Linked DNA regions of Sus scrofa: regions 2 and 3 are each linked to region 1. Evidence: chromatin contacts called from public HiChIP or PLAC-seq data. All regions are on one chromosome and are shown on one strand. Each heading gives the region's core, a stretch centred on a gene start, on an enhancer-like site or on the middle of the called end of the contact. The rest is flanking DNA. Distances are from core to core; before and after follow the strand shown.

Region 1 (4,043 bases), core at 399-2,898:
GTTTTTTTTTTTCATTTTATTACTATTATTTTTAATAGTTATTTCCCCAGTACAATTTTTTTTTTCTACTGCACAGCATGGCGACCCAGTTACATGTACAAGTACGCATTCTATTTTCGCACATTATCAAGCTTCATCATAAGTGACTACACATAGTTCCCAGTGCTACACAGCAGGATCTCACTGCTAATCCATTCTAAAGGCAATAGTCTGCATCTATTAACCCCAAGCTCCCCAACCACCCCACTCCCTCCCCCTCCCCCTTGGAAACTACAAGTCTATTCTGCACGGATTTTTAATTAAAAAAAATTTTTTTTGCTCTTTAGGGTCTACGGCATACGGAGGTTCCCAGGCTAGGGGTCGAATCAGAGCCACAGCTCCTGGCCTAAGCCATAGCCACAGCAACGTCAGATCCAAGCTGTGTCTGTCACCTACACCACAGCTCACGGCAACACCAGCACGGTCTACATCTACTGGCTGTCTGCTCACCAAATATTCCTATTTGCATGTTTACTGTAACTCCAGAAGCCCAGCTCAGGTGATCTCATAGGGAGACAGAATGAACTTCTCCCACAGGACACCCCCTAATAAGTAGGGTGGTCTCAAGAAACCAGCTCATACCTAAGGGTCCTAGTGAAGTATTTTGCCATTGCCCTTCTTTCTGTTATGTACATTTTCCTATTTTAGGTTCAAGAAAAACTTTCATAAAAACTAATATAATACCTGTCATTATGCATGTTAATTGAGGGTACCCATGGCCAAATAAATGGTGTTCACTCATAAGCCCTATCTTAGACAAATACGCCCATCCTCACCAAACTAACTCAGTCAAAATGTGGCTGGGCTGGCAAATGTCAACTTCAGCTCTTAATAAAAATAACAAGTAATGTTTACTGAATGTCTACAATTGCTAAAAGCAATTGATACGTATTATGTCATGTAAGACTCACAACAGCCCTTTGGGGCAGGTACTCCCATCATCCTCGTTTCACCAATGAGGAAACTGAGGCACAGAGAGGTCACAGGATATGGCCAGATTCATGAGCCAGCACACAGCAGAGCCATGATTTGCACCCAAGCATTCTAGCTCCAGTGCCTTTGCTCTTAACCTCTCCACTCTTCTCCGGCTCAGCCCAGTCTGAGAGATTACTAATTCATTCATTGATTCATTAATTCATTCATCTCAAACTCACTATATGGTGAGCATTAGCTGTTCCTGTGAACCAGGCACTATGCTACGAGTGCCTGAAGCACAGATGGGTGGGCACCAGCTGAACAAATGAATGAATAGCTCTGAAGAAATGTGAAGGCGCTCTGAGAAATTAGCTTCATATGGCCAGGAGCCCACCTGAAACCATGTGCTTGGCATTCCTCCCACCAGGCTGTCTGGGCCACTTCCTAGATGGGAGAATGACCTCCCTGAGCGGCCCTACCATCAGCCTCCAGGCCTGAGCCAGGTTTGGGGTTCACTCAGCCTTCTGCTTTCTACCACCCAGTCACAGAACCCGCAGGAAAGCCCCAGCAAACAAGGGCAGGCCCTCTGCTGCTCAGCACAGCCACCTCAATAAAACGGGGCACTTCCTGTGGGGCCCAACCCAGTAGGCCTCCCATCCTACAGGGGGTTCCCCGTGCTTAGAGCGCCAAGGCCTTTGCCCTGTCACTTGGGCTTCCGCAGGCGCTGAGGGCACACCCTGCTCTGGGGGCAGTTTCAGAACCTCAGAGGCAGCAGATGCTGGTCTTTCTCAAAGATCCTGTAAACAATAGAAAGGAGCTCTGAATCTGTTTCTTGTTTCTTCCCAGAGAGTGACTGTCCCCTAATTATAGCCTCTCATGCTGACCTAAGGGAGGGTCTCTATTCTTAGAGAACATGGAAAAGGGGCTTTACCTCTTAATGTTGGCTTTCTTTTGTTCCTAGGTTTTGTTTTGTTTTAAGCCCTTTTGGTAGATACGTGAGGTTGGGTAATACCCAAGGCTTTGCCAACCTCATTGTGATATTTCTTTCACTTGTAACATATGTGACCACAGATGTCACCGCAAGCCTCATGTGGCTCACTCCCTGTAGCTGGGTGGGAAACACGCCTCTGGTTTCATAACCAAGCAGGACCCTGTGAGGCCTTCCTGGAGGGGCCCCCCACTCATATCCTCCATCGGCCTTTTTAATCTATAGATAAACTTTAGTCAAAGAACCAATCTAATCAGAGAAGGGAGAAAATACAGAGAAAAAAGAGAACAATAACACTAATTCACCCATGCAACAAAGTTAAGAAACTTCAGCTCTTCAAAGATAATATTCTGGGCTGTGTTCTTGGAGCTGTTCGGCAGGTGCTAAAGCCCCCACAGGTAGAAGAAGTTAACTGTCTGCTGCCCATAAGCACATAGACCCCACACCAGTTGGAACCAGAATGTTGATGACACTGACTCCCAATCACCTCACCACCAGCCAGTCAGGAAAATGTCCATGAGCTGACCACACCATGCTCCTTAAGCACTATTAAGCCTCTTCACTACCCCCTCCAAGGAGGGTGGGGGTGACACACTAGCCTGCTGTGCTCCCCTCTTTGCCTGGCAATTAAAGCTACTTTTTCTTGGGAGCGCCTGTCATGGCACAGTGGTGAACGAATCCGACTAGGAACCATGCGGTTGCGGGTTTGATCCCTGGCCTCGCTCAGTGGGTTAAGGATCCTGCTTTGCAGTAAGCTGTGGTATAGTTCGCAGACACAGCTCGGATCCCACGTTGCTGTGGCTCTGGTGTAGGCCGGCGGCTACAGCTCTGATTAGACCCCTAGCCTGGGAACCTCCATATGCCATGGGAGCAGCCCTAGAAAAGGCAAAAAAAAAAAGCTACTTCTGCTGTTTCCTCCAACTCTGTCTCCAAGTTTCTATCAGGCATCAGTGTATAGGGGCAGCCGATATTTCGGCAAGTTTCCCTCTGACCACTGGGCTTTGCCTTTTCCCTTTCCTGCTTCAGTTATTCAAGCGTCAAAACCTAAGGGAGGAGTTCCTGTTATGGCTTGGCAATAATGAACCCGACTAGTATCCATGAGGACTTGGGTTCAATCCCTGGCCTCAATCAGTGGGTTAAGGATCCAGCATTGCCATGAGCTGTGGTGTAGGTCGCAGACGAAGCTCAGATCTGGCGTGGCTGCGGCTGTGGCATAGGCCAGTGGCTACAGCTCCAGTTCAACCCCTAGCCTGGGAACTTTCATATGCTGTGGGTGCACCCCCCCAAAAAAAACACTAAAGGGCCTGTAGGAAAGACGGAATGGCTCACTTATTTTAAAAATTAATAAAATAAATTGTATTTTCATTTTTTTTATGCTTTTAGAAGCATTTTATTTTTTGTGTGGTACTTTGGCATGTGCATTGTAGAAAAACTGGAAAATACAGAGGGAGAGGGAGGGGGATGGACTTCGAGTTTGGGGTTAGTAGATACAAACTCTTACATGTAGAATAGATGGGCAATGAGATCTTACTGCATAATATCCAATCTCTTGGGATAGCATATGATGGAAAATAATATGAGAAAAAAATGTGTATGTGTATATATATATATATATATATTTACACACAATCATAATAAGGTTTAGATGAGATAATGTACATTCAAAATGCTTAGCCTGGGACTTGGAATACAGAAAACTCTTCATAAATGGTTGGTTTGGTCATACATTATTACTAAAATCTCATTTTAATGCCAGCATAATATTTCATTCTAAGTAGTATATTTAACTACCCTTTTATTGTACCGAGCTTCTTTCTTTTTCTTTTTTTTTTCTAACACCCATACCCATGGCATATGGAAGTTCCCCACCCAGAGACTGAATCTTAGCTGCAGGTGCAATCTACACCACACCCGAGGTAACGCTGGATGCTGGATCCTTTAACCCACAGTGAGGCCTGAACCCATGCTCCTGTATCAACCTGAGCTGCCCAGTCAGATTCTTAACCCACTCTGTGCCACAGCAGGAACTCTCTGTACTAGCTTATTTATAAATTTTTCTATTTAAAATTGTAGAGCTAGAACAGATATTCTTTAAATATAG
Region 2 (4,043 bases), core at 726-3,225, 260 kb before region 1:
TACAGACATTCTAGAAATAATATAAATTTCTGAAATTGGGCTATGTCCTGGTATAATGTTAATTTTTTTTTTTTTTTTTTTTGTCTTTTGTTGTTGTTGTTGTTGCTATTTCTTGGGCCGTTCCCGCGGCATATGGAGGTTCCCAGGCTAGGGGTCGAATCGGAGCTGTAGCCACCAGCCTACGCCAGAGCCACAGCAACGTGGGATCCGAGCCGCGTCTGCCACCTACACCACAGCTCACGGCAACGCCGCATCGTTAACCCACTGAGCAAGGGCAGGGACCGAACCCGCAACCTCATGGTTCCTGGTCGGATTCGTTAACCACTGCGCCACGACGGGAACTCCTAATGTTAAAATTTTAGTTATCATCTTAGTTATCTTAAAATTATCTTGTATATCACAACAACTTGGTTAAGCCTGTCAAAAAACATTATAACCAGAGCTCTGGCCTTGCCTCCCTAAGTCCTTTATCATTCACAGATAGTTAAGCTGATGCTTTGCTAAACTGCTTCATCTTCAGGAAGAGTCATAGAAAGGGCTTTTTGAGAAGTAGAGGGTTTTTATGACTTTTAAATCATAATGCAAACTAGGTAAGATATTTTAAAAGTCTAATGAAAACTCTGATTTCATAAAATTTTAGTAAAAAGGATTATTATAAAGGATTGAGTAAAATGAATATAGTCATGATTTCTTGGTTTTGTCTGAAATATTTCTTGGTTTTGTCTGGCTTTTCATCTGTGTTTTTCCAGATATAAGGATACCTTTCCCCTTAAGTTAATTATGTTTATAGCAAAAGTATACCTTTATAAACACAACTGAAACATTTATCTTTTCTCTCTACTTGATCCCTCCAGAGACTGGAAACTCTTAAATTCTCAGCAGCTTTATCAGGTAACTTAGGAAGGACACTTCCTAACAGGTGCAAAAACCTCGAGGTATTCTGGGGATCTCAAAAAACAAGAAATTCACCTAAACCTGTAAGGCAAAAAATCTGTGACAAGCACTTGGCATGGCCCTTTCCTGGCCCTGAGACGCCTTTTAAAATTTCAGTCTGAGACTCCTTATGAAAAATTCTAACACGGCCAATTTAAAGAAATCAACATGATCAGTTAACCAGACTCATCTGCAAACCAATCTTAATTTGACTGTATTTGATTTAAAATGAGGATAAGTTTAGAAAGAGGTTATGTTTCAGTGGATATCAAATTCTGATGCTGTTAATTGAGGTTTGTCTTTACTGTCTAACACTCACCTCCCAGACAGTTCCTTGTTATCATGCTACATAACCGTAAAGTTTAACTGAATTATTAAGAAGGACACTTAAGTTTCGGAGGCTCACTCACCCCAGCAGTCTACCTTTGGATAAATATCAGATGCCCCTTACCTGCACTAGGGATTATACATACTGGAAACAGCTTTGCTAAAATATGTCGAGAGACCAATTTACCTTGAGATAAGGCCTGGCCAGTTGCACTGCTTCAGATCAGAATGGCTCCCAGAAGCTGGCTTAAATTAAGCAAGCCCCTTTGAGATACTGTATGGTAGGCCATTCCAGATGTCTGCCAAGGCAGGAGGATCTATAAAAGCTCTGAAAGATCTAGCTGTTGCAAATTATGTTAAACCCCTGGGCACTGTACTATCTTCTGTTCATGAGTTTGCCTCCAACAAGTCTGCCTACCCAACTGAAGTAGCCTTACATCCTTTCTGGCCTGGAGACTGAGTCTTCCTTAAAGCCTGGAGAGGAAAGGGTCTGAACATCAGCTGACTGCAAGGTGGCCAGGACCACATGTGGTACCAGGCCTTCATCTGTTAAGTCAGCTGGAGGAAAGCCATGGATTCATCACTCTTAGGTTAAAGCAGCACCAGTGTTGTCAGAAAATGGCCCAACTCCCCGAAAGGCCTAGAGTGCAATAGGTTTGTGAGCCTTCAAAAGGCTTACGGTTGCTCAAGAAGACAAGTATTGAGATTGCAGTTTCAGTATAAATGGAGAAGGATGAGTCAACCCACTTGTTTAGTCTTGTTCAACTGAACAGCACACGAATCTAGTGTAATTATGGTAGAGTTGGAAAGTTAAAGTTAACAGATAGGTACAGGAAGTGGAACCAAAAGCCCAAGTCCAATTACAAATTAGACAACAAAAGTGCTAAGGGGCTTCATCAGGTTCAAATAAATGTCGACAAAGAAAGAAAGGGAATTGTACTATTTACTAAATACTCTAAGGAAGATTCGCTGCTGAAAGCTGATCAGTTCTAGTCCATGATCACCCCTCACTGCCCCTGTTCAACAGGGGCAGCCAGAGTGGTCACTGCCTCTTTCCTGCAAGACTGTGGAATGGACAGTGTCAGTGGAGAGCTGTAGGAGCAGTGACAAATCTGACTGAATATTAGATCTGTTTCTCTTCCTTTAACCTATATATTCCATTGCTTTTGCTATAAGTTCATCACTAAAGGGATGTTGCCTGTAGCTCAAAGTACACCTAATGGCCATCTCAGGAAACCCTGCCCTATGCTTGAAAGGTAAACTAAAATACCTTTTGTTCAGCTCACAGACACATCTTGACCCAGCCCACCAGTGAATGGCTGCAAGGAGGAAGAAATTAGCACATCCCCTCCCAGAGTCTGGCAAAACCAGGAGATATTTGCAACAATTTATGACCTCACTTATATTGCTAGCTATATTATATGTATATTTCCTGTTTTACAGAATTAATTCTTATACTATCAAATGTGTGACTGAACTCTGATAAAAAATAATGATGACAAGGCAACTTGAAATAGTTGACCAGATATATAGTCATAATACAAGAACAATAACTAACACTGCAATTCTAGATGTGTGAAGAAGCAACAAGAGGGAGTTTTTCCTGGACCATAACAGATTGGTAAGACAGGTGCCCAGAGACTTTTGACTACTGTTAGTAAAGCCTAGTCTAGTGACTAGCACACTGACGAGCCTATGAAGGAAATCCTTGCCTGACTTAGGAAGAGCATTTCTAGCACCACGGGCAAAGTGGTCATGAAGTGCTTCCCAACCCATGTCACACTTATGACCATAAGGAAGGCCTGCCAACTAAAAACTGGCACTTGCCATCTGCCTTGTATGAGGATTAAGTCACAAGCCACTGCGGCCACTGACCTCCAACACCCCCTGTGGGGAGTGCAGGGTGGACATCAGGAGTGAGGCCCTCTGTGCTCTGGGAAAAAATGACAGAACAGGTCTTCAGATAGTTAGATATTTTCAGGAGAAGATTTTATGAGCCCAATTCCTGCATCTCCTCATATCTAGAAAAGCACTAAAATCATTAACACTGACATCTGCTTTGGCCATTGAGGTGAGAAATGAATATGAAAGTCAAAAGTGAAGAGAAGTGGTCAGACATCCAAGGTGAGACTGGGTGGCCATTGGGGGTGTGATTTCAAACACGCTCCTGTATTGCCAAGAACTGAGTTGTGTCGGCCTCATTCTCAAAGCAGTGTCTGCTGGAGAGGACCCTGTGGTTCCTCTGTCAAGTTTACTATTAACCTCCTTATCTGAAACATGACTCCTTTACTTATCCAACACCCCTTTTGTTCTCAAGATTGAGGATCAAAGGAAAGGGGGGGATGCAATGGACAGGCCCTTCCCCATATCCTCTCCTTTAGCTCCTCCCTGAAGTACTCAGAGAACAGTATCTGATGCCCACTTCCTGAGTTGTTTCACAGATGTGAAAAATCCCCACCAAACGGAAGATGTTAACTATCTGACCATGAGCAAGCAGCCCTCAGGCCCCCTGGAGCCTAAAGATTGATAATGTTACCTTGGTGACACTACCCTGTCACGGCACCCAGTCAGAGAATTGTGCAGAAGCTGATCACTTACCCTTCCCTCACCTGGCCTTTAAAGATGCTTTGCTGAAAACCTCAGGGGAGTTCAGGTTTTGGGGGCACAAGCCACCCATCTCCATTCAGAAAGCGTCCTCTGCTCCAAACTTGACCTTTCAGTTTGTGTGGCCTCACTGTGCGTCAGGCACACAGACTCGCATTCATTAGCACTGACTCCTCTGC
Region 3 (4,043 bases), core at 1,110-3,609, 200 kb before region 1:
AGCTCATGAGTCACTGTGAGTGGTGGAAAGAGGGGTCTGACACCTGAGGAGAGGTTGTAACTAAGACGTGGAGGGCACAGCTCACAACAGCCTTGGTGAACAGATGTAGCTGGCAGGTGTCTGAGGTGTGTGTAGCAAGGTCAGTTCACCCTGGGCAGTGCTCTGCCCTCACTTGTGTTTCTTGTGGTCAAAACTGTACGCAGACAAACACAAAATTCTTGTTAGGGTAAAGTTGTTCCCTAATGCACACAAATAATAACACACAAACAAAGCTACATTTTCAAAACAAGTTTTACAGCAGAACTGACTATAAAAGGGAGAGTATTTCAAAATCTATGCAATTTTATTGTGACGTAGAGTTAAGCTCTCAACATCTATCAACTTCAACCTAAGTATGCTTGTGGCATCATACAAGCCTGCCTCAACACTGTACTCAATTATTTTAAACTATTTTAACAATCATTGCTTGTCAGAGAAGAGATGCTGTATAAATCTGGAGCAAATCCTGAATTATGAGTGACCCAGGGTCCACATTCTAGAGAAGTCAAGAATCCTTCTGGCTTCTACATATGCTCTTAATTGGTCATAAAGTTCACTGCAGGGCTAGCATGGTAGTACATACCTAAGGGTGATGAATGGAGCTCTCCTGCCACTTAACTTTCGTCTAAGCACTGCTATAATCTGAGTATCTCACTCACTACATTTCAGATCAAATCCCATAAAATTACATCCCCTAGAATCTGTAGGTACCTGGCTGAATTTTCACAATCCACGTCTCTATCTACCACTTATCACTCTAAATCAGTTTAGAACTATATTCATAGGCTCAGAAACGGCTGCATTTCCTAGTAATGCAGTTTTAATTAAACCGTAGTTCCCGAAGTGAATTACCATGTCCATATACAAGCAAAGAGACACTATGCTTATTACTAGACAGATAGCAATATAGATCTTGGCCGTACTCCCCTAAACAACCATTTGGATTCAGTATAAAATTCATGGAAATAAACAGTATCATGCAGTCAAAACAACCAAAGTACTCCCCTTGGTTCTTACTTTCTCTTGGTTCTTACTTTCTAGGAGTTGCTCTGGTGCCCACTGCACTTGGGATGGACCCAAGTTTACACTGTGGGTATTTCTAAGAGGCACTTCCAGCTTTAGCCACTAGAAGTCCTTAGTAATACACATTTGTCAGGCTGGAGGCAGGAGAAGGGAGCGAAGATGAGAGAAAACACCACAAAGAGGAAACAGAAGGGGGGAAAGGCACTACATGGAGGAATAAAAGTAAAAAAGACCAAATCAAAGAGCCAGGGCTTAGAGGAAATAAAACAGCGAATGCACCAGGGTGACTGACCTTATCAAAAACCATCCTTTAAACCAGAAAGAAATTTTTATTTCATGAAGACAAGTGAATAAACAATGAAGCCACAACCAAGCTTTTATGCAAAAGGAATTCATTCGTATTTCTAGGTTAACTGAGACTTAGCATGACTAGACGTCTCCATATTTTCCCAAACATATTTAAATATGACCTGGTGAAGCTCTGTAGTGCAGAATAGCTTGAGGAATAGAGAAGAAGGCTCTGGAAAAGCCAGGAGTTCCAATAAACCAAGAGATGAGTTATGAAGTCAACATACAGCTTTTAAACGTTTGTCCTACTATAAGTTGTTGCCAAAGTTTTGGAATTTCTGAATAGTTTTCATTTCAGAGGTACACAGAATTTCAAAAAGTTGAATTTTGGGTTTGCTCTTGTACTGCTTCTGCTCCTGTACAATGCAATATTCAAAGAAAACAGAAACTGTTGAAAATTGAACAAAACAGAACCCAAACTACCCTAAAAAGGAACTCCAATGAAACCATAAATCTATCCAGAAGAACTCTACAATAACTCCTATCAGTTCATGAAAAATACATCATGCAGTGCTTTTCTGTGTGGAGGGCAGGTAGATAGTAAGTTCACATGCACTCCAATTAGAATAATCCTCTTATGTCTCTATTTAATGATCAACCTCACATGATCAGAAGCCTCATTAGGGAAGAACTGGGGGTGTCACATATCATTTGGCACATGATTAGCGTGGGAAGCCTTATGTAACATCCTCACACTGAACAGGCTACTTCCCCGCACATGATGAATGGGTCTGCACCACAGTGACCTCAAGGATGCACACACAAACCCTATCCTCTCTGGGGCCTTTGTCGCTGTCGCCTCTCGACTCTGAGTGCTTCTCTGATTTTCTAAACAATAATCATGATGTGCTTTACACGACGCCCTCACACTACCTCGGCAGGAGATGTAAGTGCGCCTGGCGCTCTAATATCCTGTCACGAGAGCAGGAAGGGTATGAGCATGCAGGACTGAACTGCCGGGAAAGGCACTTCCGTCTGGGCCTGTGGACAGCCAGGGCCATCCAGTGGGGATGCAGGCGACAGCTGGCCATGCACTTCTGCCTCCAATATATGTCTGGGAGGTGGGAAAGAAGGGCCAGGGCACCACTGTGACTCCCTCGGTCTTGAGGGTTTTTAAGATAAGGAGTTTGGGATGCAGGGGAGTGTCTCCCAGAACCGGTGAGAATTTTAAAGCTAGACTAAGCATCCCTGTGGGAAGAAAGGGGAACTCAAGCTCCTTACAGCCAATTACTCAGCGAGCAAGCTACTTCCGGAGACTGTAGTAGGAACTTCTGGATGCTATATATTACTTTCAAGTCACCAAGGACCGTTTAGTTTTGACATGCTCGTTTAAACTATTATTACCAAATTAATTAAATTTCAAAAGATACAATTTGAATTAAACAGAGTACCACGTTTATTACCATCTACTTATATCAAGCCTTTTCTCCAAGGGGGATCAAGGTGATTTAGAAACTCCTAATTAACAGACAGTAATCCAATCATACTCTTACTGTAAGGTGTCATTAGTTTCTCTCAGGTCTGTGTTAGCTAAGTATAGATGTTAGTTAACAGGGAAAAGCAACTGGAGATTCCTGTGTAATGAAGAGCAATATTTTTGAGCACAGTGAAGAGTCTACAGTATCCGGACTAGCATAGCTAGAAGAGCAAGAACCAGTTGACCGGCTACTACAACATTTATGGTACAAACCCAAGTGTCCTTTCTGGTGCTGACCACAGAACTCATGTGCTCCTCCATCTTCCCCTTTCCCAGGAAAGAGGCAACTAACTGCCCTAGTAAGGTGGTGGGAAGCCTAACCTTCTGCTTTTCACTTTGCAACTTTCCACCTGCCTTTATGAAGTGGAGTAACCCTGTCTTCATAAACAGCAAAGCTGCTGCTCTCAGGTTTGTGTGATGCTAAAATATACACAGACAGGTCTTACAGCATTGAGGGCTGCCTGGTGCTAGCCTCTGAAAACTCACGCTGATGTGACGGGGACTACTGTTTATGCTCTGGGCCAGTTACATGCGATCTCAGCCCCTCTGAGGCGGCGAGATTGTGCCAATTTTACAGATGAAGTGATGTGCCTGGTCACAGAGTAGGCACTAGAGCAGGGACTTCCCACCCTCAGGGCCCGTGTTCTTTGCTTGAACAGCCCTCCTACCCCCCCCCCCACCTGCTTCCCACGTGCTGGGAGGGTCCTCCTTCCTCCCCCAGCAGCTAGTCCCAATGTCTCTAGGCAAGAACGATACTATGCACATGTGCTCACACCCATGCACACCTGCCTGGGTCTGTGTGAACTCACAGCTGTGCTCAATGAGATGTGTCCTTGGCCAAACACACCAGGACACATCTTGCGTCGGGCACTGGGAGTGCCCTGGGAGTCGGTTTTCGGTGGCAGGCGAGAGGACCAGGACGAAGCCTTGCACATAAACCCACAGCCCGTGGGTTTGTGTGCGGGGTCTGGGTTTCGCCCCTCAGGAGCACAGGAGTGTGGGGAGCATCAGGGCTAGCAAGTGCTGGAGATGGGGGGTGGGCGTTGAGGGAGGATGGTTGTCCAGCATTCAGGAGCCCTGCCCACCTACCAGCTCATGCAGCAGGCAGCTTCTGAGCAGGCTACGGAAAATCATAAAATACTGCAGTTTACTGGTG

What was found. HiChIP or PLAC-seq counts read pairs in DNA pulled down with a chosen protein or histone mark.
Region 2: an H3K27ac HiChIP or PLAC-seq map of alveolar macrophages shows a contact between it and region 1. The contact joins two enhancer-like sites. A contact is called at or near these places in 2 of 2 datasets of contacts at active chromatin or transcription factors (alveolar macrophages and skeletal muscle).
Region 3: a contact with region 1 is called in an H3K27ac HiChIP or PLAC-seq map of alveolar macrophages. The contact joins two enhancer-like sites. A contact is called at or near these places in 4 of 47 Hi-C or Micro-C datasets (blood, epiblast stem cells, fetal liver and 1 more) and 2 of 2 datasets of contacts at active chromatin or transcription factors (alveolar macrophages and skeletal muscle).

The regions. Positions count from the first base shown.
Region 1 is chr13:3,936,921-3,940,963 of Sscrofa11.1, reverse strand. No RefSeq gene overlaps it. Among named protein-coding and RNA genes, the nearest start is that of PLCL2, 53 kb to the left of the region's middle. Within about 2 kb of position 1,648, at least 18 of the 83 cell types and tissues checked have an H3K27ac peak or open chromatin away from gene starts, as enhancers often do. A contact at or near this core is called in alveolar macrophages and fetal liver, where this site is marked.
Region 2 is chr13:4,192,448-4,196,490 of Sscrofa11.1, reverse strand. All of the region lies in intron 6 of PLCL2 (inactive phospholipase C-like protein 2), which reads right to left. TBC1D5 (TBC1 domain family member 5) reads left to right here. Exons shown (of 24, transcript XM_021069682.1): 24 at 1-4,043. Among named protein-coding and RNA genes, the nearest start is that of PLCL2, 200 kb to the right of the region's middle. Within about 2 kb of position 1,975, at least 3 of the 83 cell types and tissues checked have an H3K27ac peak or open chromatin away from gene starts, as enhancers often do. A contact at or near this core is called in alveolar macrophages, where this site is marked.
Region 3 is chr13:4,138,562-4,142,604 of Sscrofa11.1, reverse strand. All of the region lies in intron 4 of PLCL2 (inactive phospholipase C-like protein 2), which reads right to left. Among named protein-coding and RNA genes, the nearest start is that of PLCL2, 150 kb to the right of the region's middle. Within about 2 kb of position 2,359, at least 13 of the 83 cell types and tissues checked have an H3K27ac peak or open chromatin away from gene starts, as enhancers often do. A contact at or near this core is called in alveolar macrophages and fetal liver, where this site is marked.